2 separate regions of the Xenopus tropicalis genome follow, and region 2 is linked to region 1. Evidence: chromatin contacts called from public Hi-C data. All regions are on one chromosome and are shown on one strand. Each heading gives the region's core, a stretch centred on a gene start, on an enhancer-like site or on the middle of the called end of the contact. The rest is flanking DNA. Distances are from core to core; before and after follow the strand shown.

What was found. Hi-C and Micro-C count contacts between places; a contact is called where the count stands out from the background.
Region 2: a contact with region 1 is called in a Hi-C map of gastrula embryo, with 2.8 times the contacts expected there. The contact joins two enhancer-like sites. A contact is called at or near these places in 4 of 5 Hi-C or Micro-C datasets (brain, gastrula embryo, neurula embryo and 1 more).

Annotation. Positions count from the first base shown.
Region 1 is chr1:67,869,547-67,874,190 of UCB_Xtro_10.0, forward strand. No RefSeq gene overlaps it. Among named protein-coding and RNA genes, the nearest start is that of fam241a, 32 kb to the left of the region's middle. Within about 2 kb of position 3,090, at least 4 of the 11 cell types and tissues checked have an H3K27ac peak or open chromatin away from gene starts, as enhancers often do. A contact at or near this core is called in gastrula embryo, where this site is marked.
Region 2 is chr1:68,028,171-68,032,742 of UCB_Xtro_10.0, forward strand. No RefSeq gene overlaps it. Among named protein-coding and RNA genes, the nearest start is that of fam241a, 190 kb to the left of the region's middle. Within about 2 kb of position 1,346, at least 1 of the 11 cell types and tissues checked has an H3K27ac peak or open chromatin away from gene starts, as enhancers often do. A contact at or near this core is called in gastrula embryo, where this site is marked.

The DNA of each region.
Region 1 (4,644 bases), core at 1,840-4,339:
TTTGTACCTGTAAGCATTTTTGAATTATGCTCTATGTATTGCATTGTATGGCGACCTCTCTGTTTACTAAACTCTTGCTTATTTTGTGATCTGTAAACACAGGGACAGACACCAGTGCTGGATAAAGGAAAAAGTAATTTTGATCTAAATTAACAATGTTGGTCTCTATCTCATGAACAAAACAATAGTAAAAAAATTGTGTTGTATTAGTAAATGGATTGCAAATCTTTCTAGGGTTTGCAGTCAGTAGTGCTAAAGCCACAATCAGCCTCTTTTATACCTCCCAAATGTCCCGATTTTTGTGGGACAGACCCTCTTTTGACAGATCAGCCCACAGTCCGCAATTCTTACTGAAAAGTCCCTCATTTCTCTTCGATCTCCTGCACTGAAGCTAAAAAAGATACAAATTTAATTAAAAAGTAGCTTTTGGCAGAGAGCCCAGAAATCTTAACAAGCTTCAGCTACATTTAGGGGCTGATTTACTAATCCACGAATCCGAATCCCGAATGGGAAAAAATCGGATTGGAAACGAACATTTTGCAACTTTTTCGTATTTTTTTTTAGATTTTTTCGTATTTTTTTCCGATTTTTTTCCTCGCCGTTGTGACTTTTTCGTAGCCATTACGACTTGCGCGAATTGTCACGACTTTTTCTTATTGAACGCTAGTAAACGGCGGGCAAACTTTTCCGATTTTTTTCGCGACGGCTACGAAAAAGTCGCGACAATTAGCGCAAGTCGTAACTGCTACGAAAAAGTCGCGACAACGACGAAAAAAAATCGCAAAATACAGATCATTACGAAAATAACGCATTCGGCCGCTTTCGATCCGTTTGTGGATTAGAAACATTGTTTCTCACATTTTATTAAAAGTAGCTTTTGGCAAAGAGACCATAAATCTTAACAAGCGTCACCTGCACATAGAAACATTGTTTCTCACATTTAATTAAATAAGTGGGCTTTTGGCAGAGAGCCTAGAAAGTTAACAATTGTAACTAACTAACTAATTGTAACTAATAAGCTAAACAGGTCTCTTGATAAAATGGCCTCTAATAGTGAAGTACTGTCATTCACTTAACTCCACAGAAGGGAAATTCTCATTCTTGCACAAAGGATAACTGTTTTCCCATTCAGCTCTTGCGGTTGTGATTTTTGCTCAGCTTCTCTCTCCTTCTTTCTTGTTCCTGCTCCAGGCTTTGCCCTTCTCTCAATGCTTGTAGTATTACCAATGTCTCCTCTCTCTGTAGCTAATTCACTGGTTACTACAGGTGCTGTTAAAGGGCCAGTAAAGTCTTTCCTAACTCCCATTCCCATACAAATAATATACCTCAGTAAGGTCAATAAATGGTGATGCATGGTGAATAATTAGATTTGGGGAACAGAGGGAGAGGTTGGTGCTTGGTTCTTGTGTTACTGTTCCTTTAAGGGGGTTTCAAGTTGCTTTTTTTCCATTGGAATTTTAAACAGGACCTTTGCATAGGCCTAAAATCATAGCTTTACAATTATGCTGGATTTTATGCAGCAATCCTGAGTGTCGATATGGCAATGGTGTTTTACATTTGATAAATAGGCCAATTGTATGTATATTTTTAGGATACTTAGCTTTACTGATTTTAAAGATTCAAGGTTTGGTTTTTTTTGCATTTTGCACAGTGTTCAGTTGTGTACAAATAGCCACAGTCATCTACACTTTGTTATGGGGCAGAGGATCTGTGGCTCCCCTTCCAGCATTGTTTTGGTGAGGGACAGGTGGGGGGAGACACATATATGCGGTCTTGTGCCTCAGTGTTCTTGCAGTTGAATCCTGGGGCTTTGCAAATGAGGCCAATCAACTGAGATGGCTAATTGATAAAAAAATATTTGAGAAATGAGCCTTGTATTGTGACTGTGTATAAAAATGTCACCACTAGGAGTCACTGTTGCACCATGTTGAGGAAGAATTAGGCATTGTGGCAAGATGAATAAATGAACAGCAGAGCAAATTAGAAAGTGTACTGTTTATAACAGAAGAGGCATAAAGCCACTAAATGCAATACATAACAGTAAGGTTAATATACTGCTGTAAAAGCATATCATTATATGCTAACATTGTTGCTCTGTTAGTATACCTGTATAAAGGCGTTTAGCTAATTAGTGTAATAAATTGCCCCTATGGAATGAAACGCTCATGTGTTGGCTGCGACATTGCTTAGATTGTCTGTTCAATATATCACCTGTAAAATCAAAAAACAGGGCAACAATGACACATTCAAGACATGATTTGAGAATGTGAAAAAGTTTTCTGGGACTCATGCAGTAAAGGGAAAGTGTCATAGTTCTGCAGCAATACAATTACCAAAGATTGCTGGGGCTACGTAAAGTCAACTTGTGAGGAATCATTCCCCTGTTTGTGCCACTGCTGGTTTTGAATCAGATTCCTCTTCCCTATTCAAACAGAGCTATAGGCTTACCTTGTTCTGAGGTTCCTATGCATACCCCTAGTGCTGTTAATTACCCCTGACCAATGAACTGGGTCCTTCTATGGAAATTTTAGACATATTCCTAGCAATCTGCTCCAAACCCCACTAACATTTTAAAGTAACGCAATAATTCCACAAATAATTCCACCTTAACAGGGACACTAGTGAGGTATGCAGAAATCCATATTGGTGGCACAACAATCCTATTGGGTTTATTTAATGTTTAATTAATTTTTATTAGACAAAGTATGGTGATCCAGCTTATGGAATGATCCCTTATATGGAAATCCCCTGGTCCCGAGCATTCTGGGTAATAGGTCTCATACTCAGTTTCGGTTTATTATCCAAAAAACAAAACTAGTTACATCCATGCACACTTGTGTTCACAATAAAAGAAAGAGTTTTAGTTCAGTGTTTGTTAGCAAAGACAATATACTCATAGTCTCTATTAAATCTGTAATTTTCAACCAGCTTCCTAATGCATTTCCTTTTGAGTAGGTGTTATAACAATATCTGTCACATAAAACAATGTATTTGGAGGAAAGCCCTCAAGTACTCCATAAGCAGCTGTTTTCTCCATGTACAACAAACATCTGTGACTACTTTAACTGAAAGATGAGAGTATGGTAGGCAACTGCATTTTAATTAGGATGGGAGGAATGCAAATTAAATTTGCATCACTAAGCTACTTACACAAGGACACCCTATTCATAAAACAAAGAAATGCAAATGAATTGTGTATTGGTGGGCTTCAAGTCACTTTGGTGCCTGCATAAGGATATTTAATGAGATTAAATTTAATGAGACTAAATTCCTGGATTCCATGGATTTTGCGTAGAAGGTATACAAATGAAAGAACCAGAGCGTATGAGGGGGTATACAAGTGAAAGAACAGGGTGAGGAGAGGGTTGTCACCCAGCTAATATTTTAAAGGCCTAGGCTGTAAAACACTAGTCAAGGCCAGGACCAATATTACAAATTTACAGGCAATGTAGTTGCTGGTAAATTTGTAATTCCCTTAAAATAAGCCCCTGGCCTGCCTTTAATCTGTCCCCAATCTAGCCCAAACTTCTTTTCTTCCCAGATCCTTTCCTCTGGTTGTTGCGCATCATAGCCTGCCCCTTTTATGTCATCAACCCACCCCTTTTATGGCATTGCCCCGCCCCTTTTGTTCCCACCTCCCAACCAGCTGATAACAGTTATTTAGAAAGGTGGCAACCCTAGGTGAGAAGGACTGACAGGACACAAAAGGCCCTATCACTTTGCAATAAATTCAGGGAAATATAAAGTATTTTCATACCTTATCTTACACACATAGCATCAGAGTTCTCAATTCTTGCTCAAGGAATGATGGAATGAATTATCCAAATAACTCCTTTATATCCCCGGGCCAACAAAGCATCCATGTTTTACTAGCACAGATAATGCTTTAAGAGGCAGTAAAGCAAAATATTGTTTGTTCTCATTCAAAATTATAGGTAAGTTGCAGGTTGTTCCATTGCATTATTATTATTTGATTTAGTATTATTGCCTATTAACTATTAAACATGCATGCAAGATAACCATCACAATCTGGGATTAACCAATGACAATCTGCATCCAATGAAACTACTCCCCTTTTATGGACCGTCGGTCCTCTGCTCACAATTCACTGCTTTAATACCTTGTGTGGAGCCACAAGCAAACTCTGTGACTTTCCTTCAAACGTGTGTAATGAGCGCAAGTTCTACATTTTTGTGATCTCCTCTTCCCATGTTATCCTTAATCCAGTTGTACATTAAATAAATACAAGGAGAGTAACTGACATAAAAGAGCAGCCTGTAAAGTATTGAATAGGACTTACATTTTTGGTTTTAAGGGAATGCCAGGTACCCATTTACTACATACTACCAATATCTGACAGGACCCCTACCATCATACAGATGATCCCTACCTTAAAGGGGTGGTTCACGTTTCAGTTCATTTTTAGTATGTTATAGAATGTACTATTCCTAGCAATTGGTCTTCGTTATTTATTTTTAATATATAATAATTATTCACTTTTCACTTTTACATCTTTCCAGCTTTCAAGTGGGGGTAACTGACCCAAAGATCAAAAAACAATTGCTCTGTGAGGCTACAATTATATTATTATTATTGTTACTTGTGATCTTTTTATATAATCCTTCTCCTATTTCAGTCTCTCAT
Region 2 (4,572 bases), core at 96-2,595, 160 kb after region 1:
GCATGACAGCCACCATGACTTTCAACCAGCTGCATGCTGACTAAGGATGATGGGTACTGTTGTGGTACATGAGGCTGGGAACCTGAGGTTGCATAATGATGTTGCCCCAACTCACCCCATAAAATTTGAAAACTAGACACTTTTAAATGCTAAAAAACTAATTAACATATAACTAAGATGTATTATGCAGACTTGTGAGAATGTAAAATGTGACTACATAAATATTAATTAGCCATGTAGAAAGGACATTGGGCATGTTTAAAATTGGGGAATTGTAATTGATCTGAAGTAGCACAGGTGTATAGATCTGAACCTATGGGTAACAACTGCTCATTAATTCTGCTACTGAAATCAGCTCCTTCTCTATGGTTTAAAAATGTGATGTGGCAGCCTTATTGTACAACCTGAACTATACAGGTATGAATTATATTATCAAATCAAGTGCTTTTGTACAGGTCATGGACATAGTCAGTGTAATGCCATGTTGATGAAAAAAAACCCTAGATTTTTAGTAGTTTTTAACCAATGGTGCTCCAGATTACAGTGCAACCCCTTATCTGGAAAACCCCAGGGCCCAGCAATTGCAGATTATAGATCCCATATCAATACTATCAACAATAGTAAGCCATCACACGAGGCTGACATAAGCAGAAACCAGATAAGGAGAGATAGAAATTACTGGTATATTATAATTCTGATTTATGATATTATTAAGGGAATAAACCTGTCATGAGAATGAACTTGATCTAACATAATTACAATAGTTGGCACTAAATCCCCTTAGTCATCAAATTATTAACAAACGTGTATTTAAAATATCGCTATAGCACAGTATGAGGTTACAGTTATACTATTTGTATTTTATTTCATCTGAAATAATGCCTTTTCATAAAATGTATGCTTTCAATATAGTTGATTGGTGAACTTTGAATGCATAGTAATTACTGATGACAAGAGTATACTGGTTAGCTTTCTGTCCTTCCATTCAGTAAAGGGTTAACTGTATTATAACAGAGCTTATCCAATATATGGCTCTTACAGGTAAACGTCTTCTTCGAAATGAGAGGGTGAGACCGACTGGTTTAGCAGTAGCTTTGTTATATGGAGTATTGACTGTAAATGTAACTGTTCAGTAAACCCCATTCTCATATACATGGCATAACACTTAATAAATCACAGGGAAATCGGGTGGATGAGAGCCAGCAATGCCTAACTAGTAATGAGAGATTTATAGGCAGACATACTCTGTCTGGATTTCGCTCACGCTGTGCAAGAGATGTGCCTCCCAGGATTTTACAAAGGAACATCCTCGCCACTGTAAAGAACTGACATCATCTCTCTCTGTAATCCTGAACGCTCTGCTCTCTCTATTAGCCACTAGGTGGCATCGTCCCACTGCCATATACTAGAATACAACACACAGAAGAAAATAATCATGGAATCAAGGGAATTACTGCAAGTATTTAGGATTTTATTTTAGTAAACTGACAAAATAGTTTAAAATAATATGCACAGTTTACTACACAGTCTGAGAAAGCTAAGCAGCTCATCAAACCTAAATAGCAATTGCGACTTTCCAAAGGACAGGCACTGTACACAACAGAGAAAATGTACTAAATTCATGTTTTGGTGCCTTATCTTTCTTTTAAACAAAGAAAAAGTTATAGGTTTTGCAAATAGTGGCAACACCCTTGAACACCAATGGAACAGTGAATTCTTTTTTTGTCCAGCAGATGGTATTGTTGTTTTGGTGTCAAGTGACAAGTATGTATGTATGTATTTATCTAGCGCTACTTATGTACGCAGCACGGTACAGCGGAACAAAAATAATAAACAAATACAAAGTATGATAATAATTACAAATAAATACAAAGTACAGTTGCGTTGGCAACTCCTGTAGGCAGCAAAGTAAAGCTTTGTGTCTACAATAAAATATTGTCTTTTAATGTTATGCAGGGGAACAATTAGACTTTAGCAAGACATAAGATGGATACTGATTTAAGATTCCCTTCTCTCGTACACAGAAGATCTAAGCCCATTAGTCAAGAGGTATAATAAGTCTACAATGGAATTACTGAAGAAGAATGGCAAGGAATCTCCCCATTAAGGGTGTTGGTATAATGGAATATATGGTGCTCATCAGCTTGTGGTTTCCTTGACTTTCTTGAGTTACAGCATTTTACCACAATGCAATGTAAAAGTGAGGTAACTTTTATTTCCCAGATGCGCAACACAGTAACTCATACAGTTCAGCCCCGGCTCAGATGCATACTAATGTCTCTGCAACTGAATTCAATTTAGGAATTACAGAGCAGGAAATTTCAGCTAATTGTTACAATAGGGAAATGTTTTGTAGTGCAAATGTAATCTGCTTGCTGTAAAGTAGAGCCCGGGACAGCATCCAGAGAGCAGACATCTGAAAAAAGATGCCTAGCACAAGTTTAGCCTGAGGAGCAGGCATTGGCTGATGTGGCCTGTATTAAAATGCTTCAAAGAAACAATACAAAGGGCGAGGGCCTTGCAAGAACAAAGGCTTGGCAAAGGGGGAGCTTTGCTGTCTGCAGGCAGCAATGTTTACAAAATATAGGGCATTGGAACCAAAAATATTCCCAAACTGATCCCTGAGCTGACAATGAAATACGTTTGTAAAACAAATTCAAAATAAGAATAATTTTGAGATACCTGAAAGAGATATAATAGTCCATTTTCATTCCCCTTTGTATTTAAGTAAAGTAACTATTAATAGTTGAATGTTTAATTAGCTTCATTTTATTTCACCTAGATCCTAAGCTGTTGCCTAATATACCATTGTCTCCTGTTCGGTAATCACAGTATTGATTATCACCCACCATAGCGCTTCTGCTGTGATAATATCCCTATAAGAAGTCCTTGGCCAGACAGAGATGATCAGTTAGAAATAGCCAGACTTATATTTGTTTTCCTTGGATTGACAGGTGGTTTAAAAAGTCAAGCAAAATAAGCTGTAGAGAAAACAGCATAAGGTTTACTCACTGAGATATTGCGCTTGTAAATATGCCACTAATTTTCCTCAGTCAGACCTCTCCTCACTAGGCCTCAGTCCTGCGTTTGGCAAAGCTGTGTTCATGTAGGGAGGGGAGACGCATCAGCATCATTCAGACACGCAAGTTGGGACACACTGGGGCTGCAAACAGCACCCCTGACTGGATTTTCAATTCAACAAGATGCTGTACGCAAGTGGTTCTTGAATGAGCACTATGTAGCAACTTTCCATTCATTGCAAATTAAATCTTATATTGTAGCATTTCCAATAACAACAGGCACAGGCAACCTTCTATATGTCATATGTTGTTTAACTACTAGAACTTCCAGACAATCAAAATCTGTGGGTCCTGGGACTTGTAGTACCCAACATCTGTATGGCCACAGTTGACTCATAATTTTACTAGAGCAGCATTCAATGAGTACATAGGTACTGTACTTTATAGGCATACTAATGGGTGAGGAATTAAAAGGGTATATCATTGTCTGAAATTATTTTCCTAATACAGTCAATAATGCATTTTCCAATTGTTTGGGGTCTCAGAAGATGTTTTATTCACATATTTCAATGCATGGGCTGAAATACAATTTGCAAAAGACAATGCTAATTACTTACAGACATTCGCTATATACCATTAACAGTAGTGCAGGATATGATGGAGAATTTACCAAATATAGAAACAGTCAGACAGTATTTCTACAAATGCACCACTAGATGGCATGACTTACTTATTTAAAGCACATTTATCCGACATACATAGCATTGCTGAAAATGTATTTGAAGATGTCTTTCTTAGAAGACAACTATGTGTATATTATATCAATAGTGTCAAATGTATTTGGTGTGTTTTCTTTTGTTTGATTGTATTTTTATAGTACATATTTTTAGTGTATTCACCATAAAGTACACGAGAATGCGTAAAAATACTACTTTCTGCCATCTCTGTATTGACTGAGTTTTATTTCACAATGTATAGTTTTATAAACATAGCAATTTGACCTTCAGTGGTTCATTTATGTTCCAAGTATGCACAAGTAGGCAAACAAGAACACACACTCAATTCATTTCTTGGTACAGTACGAAACGAATGCCTAATTTTGCCCATCTAATTGCCCGCATGTCCTTGCTATGATATCTATCATGTATCAAGCCTTTATACGTATTAACACAAATGTAAGTAAGAAAGAATCTGCTCAGAATTCTATTAATTTTAAAAAGAGCTACATTATTGCCTCATGTTTTACAGTAAGGGAGAAATATGTCAACTATGCTATGGATATTTTGTGACAATAGGGTACAGGTATAACATCTACTTACTATCCGGAATTCTTGGAACCTGGACCTTCTGGATAAGGGATCATTTCATCAGCATACCTGCTGAAAACTATTTATATGCTAAATAGCAATATTTTGCCACCAACATGGCTTCATGCAGCCTAGTTAGGATCAAGTACCAGGTACTGGTTCATTATTACAGAAAAAAATAAATAATTTTTAAAAATCAGAATTTTTTACTTACAATGGAGTCTATGGAGGATGACCATCCTGTA